Linked DNA regions of Mus musculus: region 1 is linked to region 2. Evidence: chromatin contacts called from public HiChIP or PLAC-seq data. All regions are on one chromosome and are shown on one strand. The core of a region is the stretch at or near the end of the contact, and the rest is flanking DNA. Distances in the headings are between cores, read along the strand shown.

Region 1 (4,221 bases), core at 1,578-4,077, 420 kb after region 2:
CACTGAAGCAGACAGCAGCAGCTGCATGTAGTTTTGATTGTCATAAGTACAGAACTGTTTCAGAGACAAGAACCAAAAAGTTCAGTCCTACCCTGAGTCCAAACAGAGACCAGCGGAGCACTGTGGGGGAGAGGGGATATTGGGGTGCTAGCATGGGCTATTTTCTTTTGACTCTAGGTTTCAAGTTCCAGTTTCGAGACCTATTTGCCTATTCATTCCCGTATCCTTGGTACTGTCCAATGTGCCGTCAGTACCTATACCTGCAGGTCCGATTTTGGCAATTATCGATAGAAACAGTATTTCTGTATTTGCAAGCCTGCATTTGTGATGGAACAATTAGAGGCCAATCCTGGTGTTTCCGTGATTTAACTGGCTTTGCTTCTTCTGTTAGTCAGACTTTGCTCCGCATCGTCTCTCAAGGATCCAGAGTAATAGAGATTGCATTTTCTGCAGCAAATGGCTTTCTGGCTGCTTTTCACAGCCCATGGCTCTGCTTAGTCATATGGCTCTGCCTAACTACAAGGGAGCAGAGAAATGTGTAACTACATAGATGGGGGAAGGAGAGAATATGGATGCAGGTTGTGATATAGTTTTTGGCTGTGTGCAAGCACTAGACCAGTGATTCTCAACCTTCCTAACGCTGAAGCCCTTTAATGCAGTTCGTGTCATGGTGATCTCCAACCATAAATTTATTTTCAATGCTATTTCATAACTGTAATTTGGCTATTGTTATGAATCATAACCTGAATATCTATGTTTTCCAGTGGTGGTCTTAGGTGACCCCTGTGAAAGAGTTTCTGACCCACAGGTTGAGAACCACTGCTACCTTGCCCCATCTGGCCTATTATAACAAAATGACTTAGGCTGTAAACTATAAACAACAGAAAGTTATTGCTGGAAGTTCTGAAGTCTAGGAAGTGTAATATCAGAGGATCAGTAGATTCCTCGTCTGGTGAGGGGCCTACTTTCTTGGTTCCTTTTCTATGTCCTCACATGGTGGGAAGGGGAACAGTTTCTTCAAGCCTATTTTATAGATGCATTCATTCTAGAAATAAGGGCAGAGTTCCTATGACCTAATCAATTCCTTGGTGCCTTAGCTCTTCAAACTAAGAGAATGCCTGAAATTAGGTTTCAACGTATGAATTTTTCAGGGACATAAACCGTCAGGCCAGTTGGCAAGGCAACTGTGGTGATGCAGTGAGGGATGCTAGGGCATGACTGTAGAGAGAGATAATAAGCTGAGAGCTAGACATTGTTGTGTCTGAAGGACCCAAGGAACCTCTAAAGCCAAAGTGTTTGGGAAGCACTTGAATATTAGGGCCAGAGGCTTAGGAGAGTTTTCCCACTTTCCCTAGTGGCTCAGAAATTAAAGGTGTGGGGGTGACCTCTGGGGAGAATAGTGCTTGCCTCCGGGGATCTCAAATTACACATCGATCCCAATACCAGAATTGCTTTTTTAAATTGTGTGACAATCTGGGTGCCTTTGAAATGGAGTCACTTCCTGCTTGACACTTTCCTAAGGCCCAGTCTCCCCAGCTGGGAGAAGTCACAGCTCCCTGGGCTTCTGCCACCCCACCCATCCCCCAGCCCCCACCCCATCCCACCCTCCCGTGGGTGTTGGGATCCTACACTGTCATTGTTCAGAGGCAGAGTCCCGGGGGTGGCATTTGTTCACCAGTCCTGGTGCCCAGGTGCTCAGGTAGAGTTGCTTGAACAAATGAATGAGTTAATGACAAGCTATTCAAAACTACTGGATCCCTTGTGAGACCCAAAATAGTCCTTCCACACTGGAGAGGCTTTTTAATAAGTTATAACACAGCAAATTAAAATAAACATTTGTCTAAACTTCCACCAACCAAGTCTCCTGAGGGTTGAACACCTTTTCATCTACAAAGTGCTTTCAAAACAAGAGCTGATTCTCCCCCTCAAGGCCCCTGGATATTGTAAACAGTAAACACATTCAGAAATAGATTAGCATTCAGTAGCTACGTTGCTGCAGGCTAGTTTTACAGAACACCTTCTCGGGAAAGAAAAGTGAATTGTCTTTGGGATTTTTTTTTTTTTTGGTGGGGGGTGGGCAGCTTCCACATGAGGCAGGGGTTGTGTCAAAGGCTTACAGCATCGTGGTGTTATGCTCTCGAGGCACATGTAGGGCAGGCATTCTGCTTCCTGCTTTAGAGATTTCAAGCACTCTAAGGTTCCAAGTCATAACTTGTCCAAGGGCACGTAATGGATAGATGAAAACCAAGAACTTCTCTTAAGTTCTGCTAATGCCTCAACCACCGGCCTTCACCTCAAAGGTTTATTTCCCAACATTTGGTCTACAGATTGCCCAGACTAACAGCGTACAGGGGGTGAAGCATGGCCCCAGCCAAGATTTATTAGATGAGACTCTGGAGGGAGAAGCTCGGGAATGGCATCTTTAGCAAAGCTCCCAGAGTCGTCTTTGATCACCTAGACCTTATGCCCATAGCGTGTCTCACAAGCTGAGAGAGATGTCTGTCTAAAGGGATGAGAGGGGAAAATCAAAAGGGAATCACTGGGTCCAAACACCTCATGCCTCGTGTTGAGTTTGGCAGCTCAGCTCTGTGCACAAACCATGTGGCAACGGCTTCCTCCCCCTGCCTCTGCAGGCTGCGCCGGCCAAGATGGAAAGCTTCCTCTGTGCCCTGCTTTTCATGGCAAGCCTGGGTGGATGTTTTCTCTCCACTCCATATGGATTTTGCAATTAACTCACTAGAAAAGTAAATCACAGGGTGCCTGGAATAATGAGTGCAGTGAGCAGCAGACTGCAGCCAAGTAGACTGGGCCCGGATCCAGCATGACTAAGGTTGCTGGGCGGGCACAGGAAAAAGGCAGGAGGCTGGAGGCTAAAGGAAGGCAAGGGCTGAGGGAGGAGGAGAGCAGCCACTGGGGAAGATGGAGGACCTTTGTGAACGTGAGGTTTAGGTTCCGTGTTCCTGTCCAACTCGTAGGTTTCGGGTTACTCTGACTGGCCGTACTAATGATATCATTTTGCAGAAAAAGAAGCTGAGACCCAGAGAGACACCATTGCTCCCCAACTTTGAACTTTCCTAGGAAGCCTCCAAACCTATCTCCTGGCCTACAGGGATCTTTTCTCTCATGTAGTAACTAAGTAGGAAGAACCCCTTCCTCATTAGCCTGGGGACAACTGGGAGCCTGAGAGAGAGCTGATCTGGGGGGGGGGGGGTGTGCAGCTCCTCATCTGTGAAGTGGGATGGCGATTACTCCTAACTGACAGCTATCCAATCTGGTATCTTACAGAAGAGCATGTTAAACCCTGCGTGGCACACAATAGGACCTTTGAAATGCCACTCACCTTTAATGAGTGGTGGTTCCTTCACAGACAAAAATACCATTGAATGACACAAGGAACAGAGACATGAACAAGCTATCATAGGAAGTGGGGTTTCTAGAAGCCTTGTGGATCGAGAAGGAGATAAGTCATGGAAATCAAGAGCAGTGGCCAATGCCTCTGGTCATCCTAGAGACTGCTGCTGGTGCTGAGTCTACTGACTGGGAATCAAAAGGCCTAGGACACTGCCTTTCTTATCATCCTACTTCTCAATGGGCCGGTTTAATCTTTCAAGATGGTGGGTTGAGCCCATCTTTGCCTGGAAAGCTTACTGCACGGGCAGAACCATGAGATGCAACTTGACTCCACAGGCTCTAAGAGACACTCTTGGGTCAAGCTACTAGCCACTGCAGGGGAGCCATGGGCACACATGCACTTACCATGGGTTCTTTTTTCTTTATTTATGTTTATTTTCAGCAAGACTGAAGCCTGGGCCGGGGCCTTGTCTGTATAGTGCATATGGGCCACCACTGAGCTATATCTCTAACCCTCCTTTGCTTTTTATTTTTCGACCCCTAGTTTGCTCATGATGGCCTTTAATTCATTCTATAACCCAGGCAGCTCTTGACTAATAACCCTCTTGCCTCAGCCTTGCATGTAGCTGGGTTACAGGCCTGTACCACCAGGCCTGGCTACAGGATGACCTCTTTGTCATGAACAGTCCTATCTAGATGTCTGTTATTCTGTCTCCTTACTCTAGATCCATAATTAGTCATCAGAGAAGACTAATAAGAATAGGAAAAACTGATGGCATGATTAGAGACAAGTAGAGGTTCTGTTTGCCCCAGCTGGAAAGTTTGGCAGCTGCCAGAAAGCCTTAACTTCAGACATGAATGCCAATGTCC
Region 2 (3,986 bases), core at 1,052-3,551:
AGAAGGAGAGGCAGGAATGAATAAGCCACATGATGAGAAGCTGGGATATCAGGATGTGGCCAGGGTAAATTTGGGCAGGTTAGCACAGTGCTGACAGTAAAGTCTTGGAGTAGGATGGAATAAAGAGTTCTTTTCCACAGTTCTGCCCCTACCCCTCAAACCTCCCCAATACACACACACACACACACACACACACACACACACACACACACACACCAGTGCCATGTAAGCTCCCTTTCCTGGAAAGTATTCTTGTTTGATCCAGACTTGTAGACTTGTAGATTGGAGAGCTTGCTAATTCAAGGTAGAACACAGGTTGTTACTGGTTTTAACAGCACAGCATTAACGGTTGTCCTTGCTCTTCCTACCTGCACTGGACATCAGGAAAGTAACTGTCTTAGCAGCTGGGAAGGATGGAGAAGTCTATGCTCAGGGTAGCATTTACTTTCTTTGATGGAGGACCTCTTCCTCTAGGGCCATAAGGAAGGCTTGGCCATGACCCGCCACAGGGGGGAGCCCAAGAGACTGAGGCTAAGGATAGCAGAAGCTGGAGCAGGACAGAGACCTGCTGAGAACAGGTCATCTGTGTTCTAGGTGAGCGAGGGTAACCCTTGAAAGTCTAGTCTGTACCACTGAGGCCATAGAGGCAAGAGTGGGTAAAGGTGGTGATACACCTTGGAAAGCTGTGCAACCAGGCCTGGAGGATGAACTCAGCTTTCCCAGCTCATCTGCAAGCTATCCTGAGCAGAGCGGGGAGGAAGCAGGGGACTTGATGAAGCCCCTTGAAATAGCAATCTATCCCCATGGACACCCTAAATTCACTCATGAGGGGGAAGCAAGATTGCATTCCACTCAGAGCTGCTTCTTAATACTGATGAGTTGTAAGATGAGCATTAGCACAACATAAAAATTATGATCATGATAACAACAATAATAAAAAGGGTTTAAATTTGTACAGCACGTTATAGTTTGCAAAAATGCTTTCCCATTCATTAGCTTGTATGTGCATCATAATAGCCCCATGAGAAAGACAAGATGATGGCTGCTAGCCATTTTATGGGTGAAGAAAGGACTCAGAGGGCTCAGGGATAAAGTGACTGGTTAACAGCTGGTGGGAGGTGAGATCTTTACCCCAAGCTCGAGGCTCTTTGCCAAGCCTTCAGAGAAAGGCTTGGGCAGCCTTGCTCATTGCTCTGAGGTTATCACCAAAAGACAGAGTGGGAACCATCGGTGAAGGAAGCTCAAACTCAGAGTGACTTCTCCTAAGCCTCCCACTGTGTGATTTGGCTCATTGGATTTGAAACGCATCGCTGGATACCTCTACCACCACTGGTCAGAAATAAGCCAAGTCGGTAGCAGGGGTTCCAGAATTCAAGCTCCTCTGTTAGTAAATATTTGGGGAACCACACTGATAACTCCTTCAAAGACAAGTGTGCAATTCAACGTTCAGGAGCAAAGGAACAGGAAAGTGGAAGACCCCAAAGCTGCAAGACATCCAGAGAGGAACAACAGAGACACAAAAGAGGGATCGAGGAGAATAAGAAATCTGGTTAAGAAAGGGCAAGAAGGGGGAGCTAGAGGGATGGCTCAGAGGTTAAGATTGCTTGTTGCTCTCGCAGAGAACCTGGGTTCATTTCCTGGCATCCTCATGGTGGTTCACACGTATCCTTAACTCCTCTTTCAGGAGATCTGACTCCCTCTTCTGACCTTTGTGGGCACCAGGCACATAGGAACTCATACACATAAATAAATCTTTAAAAGAAAATGTAAAGAAAGGGCAGGAAGGATGACCATTAAAGAGGAGTGAAAAGGAAAAAAGAGGGGGAGAGATTAGTTTGAGAACAAAAGAAATCGGCACAGCCTTGGAGAAAAAGAAAGGGGGGTGGGAAGTTGCCTGGCTTTGAGTAACAAGGAAAGCATGTGTTTTAAAGAGGCGATTAAATATCTTATTCTCTTGTCCCTAAATGTAAATGTTTCTGTCTCCTTGGGAGTTAATCAGGCTTAAAGCAATTCTAAGCCTTAAGGGCTTGGCTTAACCGCAACAAAGAATGTGTCCAGCATGCTGACCTCTGTCGGGCCAGTATGTAAAGGCAGCAGAGAAAAGAGATTAAGGAGCTGCCCTCACACCGGCGGTGCAGCCACTCCTATCAAGGCATCTCCAGCCCCTACCCCCACCTCCACCACCCACTCCCCTGTCCCCAGCGGGCAGAAAGCTGACCCACAAACGCAGCTGTGAGTCAGGAGCCTTTTAAGCACGCTTCCACACCCTCTGCCCCTCTAACAGCTACCAGAGGAGACGGAAGGCTGAGAGAATCCCCATTGGCTGAGAGAGTGGTAGGCGGGGCATAACCCTCAGGGGTGGAGTCTCTGGCAACTGCTTGGCCTTCCGGGCCTGTGGTAGTGAGTATTATAGGAACTTCTCTAATCACAGATCCTGCTGTTTCTTCTGTTTGCTATTTATTGTATTTGTGGTTTTATTAAAATCCTGCTACATAATATATTGTTGTGATTTTTCTAGCTTAAAACAATTTGCAAGTCAGGAAATTGGAAAGAGCAGCGAAATGGCTGGTCTCTGCTTCTCAAAGTTTAGGTCTTCATACCTAAAAAAAACCAAAGTATGAAAACAGCTAGGAACTTCTTCACTCACATATCTGTGCAGCACATATGAACTATTGGCTGGAGTAAGGCACTAGAGGCTCTTTCTGTGGCATAGACTCCCTCATCTAACCATTGGCATCCTACAAACACAGCCAAATTCAAGGAAAAGAAGAACCAACACCCAGATCTTGATAGAGCTGGGGGTGAGGTAGAGGTAGTTTCCAATAGAACATGCCAGGAAGATGAACAGCTTTGAGAATGGCATTCTCCTTAAACCACTACACTTCTATCAGGTACCATTGTCCACCTAGGAATGAGGAGTCTGGTCTTTGAAGGATGAAGTAATGGATCCCCGTTTCATCAACTAACAGTAAGCAAAGGGAGAATTTCACCCCAGTTGCTCAAAGAATCCTGATTCCATATTGCTACAGGCAACTTGAAATGATAAAAAGGACTTCCTCTTGTGGCCCTTGCAGCCACACCGTATGTGGGACACTGTGCTGAACATACTTTGTTCTTTTCTTCACTGACCAAAAAAAAAAAAAAAAAAAAAAAATGCTATTATTTGTTGAGATTACTCTGTGCAAAGACTTGTTTTGTAGCTGGACTTTTCAGAGTCCAGGGTGTGTCTGTTTTATAACGGAGACTGGGGAGGGAAGCAGTCACTTGCTCAACCTCCCCATGTGACAAAGAGTGGCAGCTGGGAACCTGCCTTCTGTTTTCTGACCAGAGAAGATTGTCAGATGGTGCGCCATGCAGAGGCCATTGTTTGTAAACAGACAGTGTTGAGGGGGCCTGGGGCTCCTTTGCAGAGATATAAACTTTTCTAAGGAAGCCTGAGCAAAAACAGGACATAGAAGAAGACTTTTGTCTCACTTGCAGACTTTCCAGAGATAGGTGTGTGTGTGTGTGTGTGTGTGTGTGTGTGTGTGTGTGTGTGTTAAAATTGTGTGCATCTGTGTGCATGTTCCAAAGCCAGTGAAAACGACATTGGGTATCCTGTTCTACCACTCTTTGCTTTATATCTTTGAGGTAGGATCTCTCACTGGAGTTGAAGGAGGCTGTTAGCCAGGGAAGCCCCAGTAATCCTCTTCTCTCTGCTCCCATGAGGACACATGCGTGACCATGCCTTGCTTTTTAGGCGCTGATATCTGAATTCCAGGCCCTCACGCTTGCAAAACAAGCATTCTGGAGAGATGCCCACTGGGTCTATCCCTCCAGACCTGATTCCAAGGTTATATTAGGAGACACCCTTCCCTTCTCTGATCTCCATAATGCATAGGTAAGGAAATAAAACCATAGGCTTTGGGGGTTCTCAAACAAGAAGAAAAAAATAAACCCACAAATAACTAGACAAACGGAAGACAGTGACAGAGCATAGAGTGCTA

What was found. HiChIP or PLAC-seq counts read pairs in DNA pulled down with a chosen protein or histone mark.
Region 1: an H3K27ac HiChIP or PLAC-seq map of the NIH/3T3 cell line shows a contact between it and region 2, with 3 times the contacts expected there. The contact joins two enhancer-like sites. A contact is called at or near these places in 1 of 484 Hi-C or Micro-C datasets (muscle stem cells), 2 of 115 datasets of contacts at active chromatin or transcription factors (the NIH/3T3 cell line and embryonic stem cells) and 1 of 9 other capture datasets (embryonic stem cells).

Annotation. Positions count from the first base shown.
Region 1 is chr7:96,572,729-96,576,949 of GRCm38.p6, forward strand. The region is part of intron 6 of Tenm4 (teneurin transmembrane protein 4); the gene reads left to right. Among named protein-coding and RNA genes, the nearest start is that of Gm15413, 230 kb to the right of the region's middle. Within about 2 kb of position 2,828, at least 103 of the 459 cell types and tissues checked have an H3K27ac peak or open chromatin away from gene starts, as enhancers often do. A contact at or near this core is called in the NIH/3T3 cell line and muscle stem cells, where this site is marked.
Region 2 is chr7:96,150,955-96,154,940 of GRCm38.p6, forward strand. No RefSeq gene overlaps it. Among named protein-coding and RNA genes, the nearest start is that of Tenm4, 18 kb to the right of the region's middle. Within about 2 kb of position 2,302, at least 151 of the 459 cell types and tissues checked have an H3K27ac peak or open chromatin away from gene starts, as enhancers often do. A contact at or near this core is called in the NIH/3T3 cell line and muscle stem cells, where this site is marked.